Regions from separate parts of the Podarcis muralis genome. Here region 1 is linked to region 2. Evidence: chromatin contacts called from public Hi-C data. All regions are on one chromosome and are shown on one strand. Each heading gives the region's core, a stretch centred on a gene start, on an enhancer-like site or on the middle of the called end of the contact. The rest is flanking DNA. Distances are from core to core; before and after follow the strand shown. Region 1 holds the start of MKS1 (MKS transition zone complex subunit 1). Region 2 holds the start of NSUN5 (NOP2/Sun RNA methyltransferase 5).

Region 1 (3,435 bases), core at 120-2,619, 200 kb after region 2:
CAGAAAAGCAACACGATGGCATGAGATGTTGCGGTGAAGGTCCATCAGCTGAGCAGCCTGAAGAAACAGTAGCCCACTCACTTGCTGTGTTCTGGGTGCCGAGGTTGGTCAAGCTGATGAGCTGCTGTCCTGACTGGCTGAAAGGAAGGTGCAACTGCTGCAGCAGGAGGCTGGTGGAGGTCACGCGCTGGATCTGAACTCTGTAGAGGCAGAAAGCAATATCTGGAGCATGAGAAGAGTACAGAAAAGGGTTTGGGAAGGCTGAAAATCATGGTGCAGAGTGTAAGCCCTAAGCATGGAGTCAACTGCAGAGCCACTGCTGCCAGTCAGGGTAGTCCCTACTGAACTACATGGACTATTGGTCTGGCTTGGTATAGGGCAAAAATAGGCCCCTTTTTCAGACTCTTGAGGGCTGGACTTAATCTTTATGGGAAGGGCTTTGTGTGTCACACGTTCAATCCCCAACAGCATATCCAGATACAGCTAGGAAATCCTCTCAGCCTGAAAACCTCAGAGAGCTGCTGCCAGTCAGGGTTGACACTACTGGGCTAGATGGGCCATTGGTCTGACTCGGTATAAGACAGCTTCTCTTGTTCCCATGTTTCCTATTGTTCCTTATTATTGTTCCTTATTATTCCTATAAATAAGTCACTTTCTTCATAAAAATTACTCAAAGCAACTTAGAATCATGGGAGAATTATGTAGTCCAACCCCTGGCAAAATGCAGGAATCAACAAACACACAAATGCTTTGAGGCTTCCTCTTTTTTTAATGAAGCGGTATATAAACAAACAGTTAAAAGTGGGAGCAATGGCAATAAATTAATAGAAACTTAAAACAACCGCACCAATCAAAGCAGATCCTGCCCCAAATAAAAGAGGCCACAAATATTTTTTTTAAAAAATCCTTCAAACTAAGGGAAGCTTTTCTCCTGAGTTTGCTAGTTTTCAAGCTTGCAGAAGACTCTTTGGGGCAGGAAGATCTGCAAGTGGAGTGATGGGAGTGTTGTTCTCCCCCCCCCCTCCTAAAATGGGTATCGAGGATTATGGATTTGCTTGGAGTAGCTGATTGACAGGTGATACTGATTGATCACTGTGGGTGATACCGATTCATAGATCGGTTGGGGGGTTAGTTTAGCAGGGGAGAGAGGAAGGGGAGGGGCGAGGTTTTTTTGGGGGGGCGGTAAAATAGGGCAGAGACGGGGCGAGAATGTACCGACCTGACGCGCAAGTTGCTGATGGGGTCCCGGGAACGATATACTGCCCCGCCTGGGTCCTCGTTCCACACGGTCTCCGCCATGGTCTGAGGGGGTTTTGGAAAGGCTTCGGCATCTCCGTTAGGCCGCGTTTCCATGGGGACGGCAAGATGGCGCCGGCCACAGAGAAAGTAAAGAGTTCCTCTGCCTTTGCCAGATAGGACACTTCCGAGATCACATTAGAGAAACCAAAGGAGGAGTTTCTGTTTTTAAGATTCTTTTTGTGTGGAGCATTTAATTTTCTCTGAGTCCCCCAACTGTTTTTTTTTTTTTTTTTTAATTAACTCTGCCGGCACAGATGCCATTGCTAACCTTTGCAGGCTAGCAGGGAGTAGAGTACTTTGCAACAAGCCTGCAGTGTAGTCCATGACTGTCAACATTTTACGGTTGGGGGTCAGGCTGAGAATGATTTGCAAAAGCAATGGATTGTAGTCGATGGACCTCATTGGTTTACCCCCACTGCAGACTCGGGTGTGGGAGGGACTGTGAGCTGAGAGATTGACTTACAACAGTCCTGCGAGGTAGTCCAATGCTGATATTGCAGGCAAGCGGTTGAGCTGAGCCTGACCTGGTTTCTCAAACACCCACATATCTATATACAAAACGTGCCTCCCAGATTGCAGCAAAGAGCCATCTGCTTAAACTGCCCCATCCTTCACCCTTCCAGGCAGCCTGGTTGTACGTACTATGAAATATTTCAAAAGCACCCCAAAACTAAATGTTCACACTAATAGCAGATTTTTCAATGGACGTTGGATGGCCATTTGTCAAGGATTCTCTATGCATTGCAGGGGGTTGGACTAGATGGCCCTTGGCGTCCCTTCCAAATCTACAATTCTGACTCTTGAGCACCTTTACTGTGTTAAATAGGACTCCCTTCCCCCAGTTAGTTTAAGATGGCAGCCTAAAGTCAATTAATCATAGAAAATCCTATCAACTAATTAGATTAAATCTAATCTACATGGGGAGAAAGCATTTGTTTCTTGAGATGAAGTGAATTCCTGGTATTTTCTGTACCAGGTAAAAAACTTTTCCCCAGGCATTTGGCAGCATTCTGATTTTCCTGGACACGTTATGCTGCCAGCATTCTTTGCTGTTGTCTTACTAGGCTTGTTCTACAGATTTTTTGTATGTTTTTTAAAAAAATTTTTTTGTTAAATTTCAAGAAAATTTCCACATATACACTCCTAGACATAATTTTGTTTATGGTTTTGTCCACTTCCCATCCCGTTTTTCATGGTGATTTTGTTCTCTGCTCCTTTGTTGCACCCTGTCTTCCATCTCTTATGTCATTAACAATAAATATTACAGTAAGTTCTGATACCTTCTGTTGGTCATACTTCAATTCCTGCTCGCAAATGCATCAAACTCACATTTCTTTAAATAAGTCCAAAAAAGGCTTCTCCTTCCTCTCCACGACAGGAGGAGGAGCCAGCCACTGGCACCACACTGTGCTCGGCTCCGCGTTTTGCCTCTGTGCTTTTTGGACATTGAGGGCCCCAGCACCCAAGCCAAAAATATTCAGGGGACCCAAAAGGGCTCAGCCCCCAGGAACCCCAGGAGCATAGCAGTTGTGGCTAGTAACCATCAACAGCCCTCTCTTCCTCCATGATTTTGTCTAATCCTCTTTTAAAGCCATTCAACTTGATGGCCACCCCTGCCCCCTGAGGGAGAATGCTTCACATTTAATGTGTGCTGTGCGAACAAAACCCTGAACACTGCAACCTTTCCACAGTGCTATTCGATGGTCCAAAGGTTCTCCCGTCCCTGCTGTGTGTGGAGTAGTCTTAATCATCACAGTAGCCAATCCTGAGGACTGGGTGAGAGTTGTGCTGCCTGGGACTTTTAGTCTAAAACATTTGGAGGGCACAAGGTCGGCCATGGCTGTGCTGGGACTCTTCTCCTGCCCCTTTCCCCCACCTGCCAGGGCCTGGTCCATCTAGCAAAGGATCTCCAAGCCCAAGCCACTCACCGCCACTTCCCAACACACATACACACACACAAAGAGGGATTACTTCAAATAGTTTTAATTTTAAAAATATTCTCTTCAGTGCTAAAATATCTCTTTGCTTCCCTGCGTGGCTGGGCACTCCGCACCACAGCAGGGCCTCGATCGCAAACTCCATTCCGCATGCGGATCGCGACGGAGGGGACAGGTCTGCAGAGGCAGGAGGGGCCGT
Region 2 (3,740 bases), core at 522-3,021:
TACCTTGGCCAGCCCCTCCTGCCGCCATCGGTGGCAGCAGATCTTCATTGCGGCTCACTTTCTTCTGGACTTTCAAGCGGGCAAGTTCGGCCTGCAGACGGGCACGATGCTTCAGGACCAGGACCTTGCCATGCCCGCCACCACGCAGGCCCTTGCCAAAGAGCAAGTCATACACCAACACCTGAAAAGGAAGGAGAGGGGCACCAGTGGGCGACAGCACGGGGTACTTGTTCTGGGCATGGGGGAGCCCAGGGGCTGGGGCTGCAACCGCCCCTCATGCTCACCTTCGCCAGGTGCGGCTGCAGCTTCTTCTCAGCACGGAGCAAGCCAGCAGCCTCCAGTATAGAGTCCAGCACAGGAGAATAGCGAAGGGTCTCCGAAACGAGGGCACAGAGCAGCCGGGGGTTCTAGAAGAGGAGCAGGGATCATTGTCGCTAATGGAGCAAAGACTATCAGTGTTTTACAGCTAAGTGGGCACTTTACTCCAATCTCCCCCCTGCTGTTGCTTCCAAGGTGCTTTGGACTACACCTCCCATCAGCCCCATGGCCATCCTTAGTCCCTGCTGGCTGGTACTGATGGGAAACACAGTCCAAAACACTTGAAAGGTGCCAACTTGGGGGGGGGCTGCTTTATTTGCTGCTATGAACACTTTGAGCACTTGATTTAGGTAACAAGCACTAACAGGGAATTCTATTTTTAAGTTTGGAAAGACACCCCCCCCTGCACACACCTGAAATAATAATTTGATGGACAGCTGGGCTCCACACTTTACCCCAGGGAACCCATGGCCTTCTGTATGTTGTTGGACTATAGCTCCTATCATCCCTTGCCACTGGATGCACAGGTTGATGGGAATTGGAGTCCAGCAACATCTGGAAGGCCTCAGGTGCCCCCCCCCCTTAACAGCTTAGCACAGCTTCGGCTTCAGCAGATCCCTCTCTTTTTCTATCATCTCTCTTGGCTATGAGTTCAAACTATAAAATCCCTGCAGCTCAGCTTTTTCTTATTTTATTGCTTTAATTCAAGGTGCCATTTGCCTTTTTTTAAAGCTTGCTGCTCTTTATCTGTTCAACTCACTTGAGCATTTAAAAAGACTGCCAGAAAAACCCTGGAGAGTCACTGCTGCCAGTGTAGACTAGAAAATACTGTGTTAGGTGCATCAATGAACACCTGGATAGCTGAGCTAATGGAGCATAGGATTCTTAATCTCAGGGTTGTGGGACTCTTATGGTCCCTTCTAACTCCAGGAATAGCCTGGCTTGATATAACAAAGTGGCTTTATATCCTCCTATAAAATACACCTGTTGGACCAGATCAAAGTTGGTCCATTCCCCTGCCTCATCAGGCTGCTTCCCCACAGTGGCCAATCTGATGCAGGGCCTGAGGGTGACGCCCCATTCTCTGACGTCATCCACTCGCTATTGACATCCCAAGATAGACAGCCCCCGCAGGTGGCGATTCCATTTGTACCATCGCAGTCGGCGGCAGCCTCCGACTCTGCCATAAATCTGCCTGACCCCGTTTTGTAGAGGCCCCTCCTTTCGCCAAGCTTGCCACTCCAATTTATGCAAATACATGCAAACACATGCAAATATTTGTTTCTACTCGCCTGGAATCGGCTCCCGTAGACCAGGGTCTTGAGGGCACCCTCCCGGCGCTCCAGTCCGGCCAGGACCGAGGCAGCCGCGCTGTACAAGCCGGGCCCCACGGCGGAGCCACTCTTCCGCCCGTGTTCCCGCATGGCGCCAAGCTCTGAACGCGCATGCGCCGGAAAAGGGAGCCGCGCATGCTCGCGGGTGGGTTAGCGGAGATCTCGTAGAGCTGCGAATGTTAGACGTTCGTTGCTCGACGAGTTTCCGGGTTCGGCGTGGCATTCTTCACAGCCGCCAGTGCTTCCCAAAAAAATCATCGGAGAGAAATCAAAGGCTTCAGCAGCACGCCGGCTTCAAGCTCCACATCCCAATGCAGAACGATACGCAGTGTAACGCAATGGCACGTGTCTTGAAATTATACTTGGAATAACGGGGCTCCATTGAGTTCAGTGGCTCTTACTCCCAGGGAAGTATGTGTAGGGCTGCAGCCTGAAAAGACTTGTACTGTATACCGCTTTCAGCCTCAAAAGGCTCAATAAGTGGCTCAATTATATAATCAGATTTCTTATCTGTGCCCCCGCCTTTACCATCAGGCCGCACATAGTTATAAGACAGAACCATAAAGCAAGAAAAGTGCAAAAACGATTATAAACAGTTCTTTTCTACATAGGTAGAACAATTGAGAACAATTCTGTGTATAAAAACTATTCCAACGGTGACAAAAAAAAAGTCTCAAATAAAACCAGGCACAGGACTTGAAATTCCCTGCTGACTTCCTAGGGAAGCAGGATAATCCAGGCAAAGTTGCAGCAGGCTGCCCCTCCCAAACAAGATTTTGGGGTTGAGCAACTGGAAGTCCCCCAGGCCCCTGCAGGAAGGAACTTGTCCCTTGGTGGGAATTGCTGACAGGGAGCAGCTCTCCTTAAGGTCCTCTGACCCCACTGCACACACATCTGTCAAAGGCAGAGCCGGTCCTGGCACAAGGCCTCCTTTCTAAGGGTCAGCACAACCAGGACCCTCAGCAGATAGCTGAGATGAAACTCTTTTTGAGGCAAGTTTCACCTTACCCAGGAGAGACAGAGACAGAGACCTAGCTAGCTCCCACCAAACAGGGACCAGCCTAACACCTCTTGCTCCCCCTCCCATTACTCTCTCATTTTCTTTTTGCAGTTTTGGTGGCCATCAAGGAAACTTGGGGTTCACTGAACCCCGAGAGGTCAGCAAGGCTGCTTTTGTACAACTTTATTTCTCTTCTCAGGAACATCAGCATTGGAGACTTCAAGTCTACCCTGCAACAATAAGGCTGGAAAAAAGTAATGTCTGAGCCAGAAGTCTTATCTGTTGCCAGTTAGTCGGTAAGCGTAGAGAAGTCTTTGGCGCCTGATGGACAAATAAATGAGTGCCAGGCGTGGCCAAGCCAGGGTGTGTGGGGAGGAGAACAAATGTTTTGCAAGGTGAACGTTCAAGGTAAATGTGCAGACGCATGAATGGGTGGATGTGCTGCTGACCTCTGATTTTTCACAGTAAGTTGTGTGGCTCAGAGTTCCCGCTTGGGGGACACATGGATTGATTTGAGAGGGTAGAAGTAGTTGACTATTTGCGGACAGGAGCATTTCCCCAAAAGGAAGGGTCTCTGAATCCCAAGCCTTGGCGTTTTCTAAGCCCTATGATTACGGGTGAAGGGCAGGTGAGCAAGGAAGGCGGAAAGCAAAAGGCAACTGAGCTGTGGAAGGTAAGGATACTCTTCTTGGTCAACACAGGTTGGCAGCAATGACTTGCCAGGGCTTCAGATGGGGCTGCTCCCTGTCCTACCTGGAGATGCCAATGGGGATTGAACCAGGGACAGGTACTCTGCCACTGAGCAAAGGTCAGATGGGAGTCATCAGAGACCAACCAACTCTGGAGGGCCACCACGGGTTCACCATCTCTGCACTTAAGGGGGTTACAGTTCCGCTGTCACTCTTGCTTCCTCAACATCTTTTAACTGTCCCTCTTCCACCACTGAAGAAAACACACACTATTCCCCTCTCAGCTCTGTAATGCCGTTCCCAAGCAAATTTGTTGCATCTCCTTAAAAGAGCCAGAGAGCCCTGTAGGCATTGCTGCCTGAAGGCTGGTGCCCCTGGGACTGTAGAGCACTTCTGATG

The links. Hi-C and Micro-C count contacts between places; a contact is called where the count stands out from the background.
Region 1: a Hi-C map of tail shows a contact between it and region 2, with 4 times the contacts expected there. The contact joins the promoter of MKS1 here to the promoter of NSUN5 in region 2. A contact is called at or near these places in 2 of 3 Hi-C or Micro-C datasets (blood and tail).

What each region holds. Positions count from the first base shown.
Region 1 is chr15:29,769,048-29,772,482 of rPodMur119.hap1.1, forward strand. It overlaps MKS1 (MKS transition zone complex subunit 1), which reads right to left and starts at 1,370. Exons shown (of 18, transcript XM_028708409.2): 1 at 1,220-1,370; 2 at 82-200. The coding sequence starts at 1,353. It overlaps BCL7B (BAF chromatin remodeling complex subunit BCL7B), which reads right to left. Exons shown (of 6, transcript XM_028708414.2): 6 at 3,267-3,435.
Region 2 is chr15:29,573,095-29,576,834 of rPodMur119.hap1.1, forward strand. It overlaps NSUN5 (NOP2/Sun RNA methyltransferase 5), which reads right to left and starts at 1,772. Exons shown (of 10, transcript XM_028707800.2): 1 at 1,611-1,772; 2 at 285-407; 3 at 4-181. The coding sequence starts at 1,742. It overlaps TRIM50 (tripartite motif containing 50), which reads left to right and starts at 2,666. Exons shown (of 6, transcript XM_028707799.2): 1 at 2,666-3,740.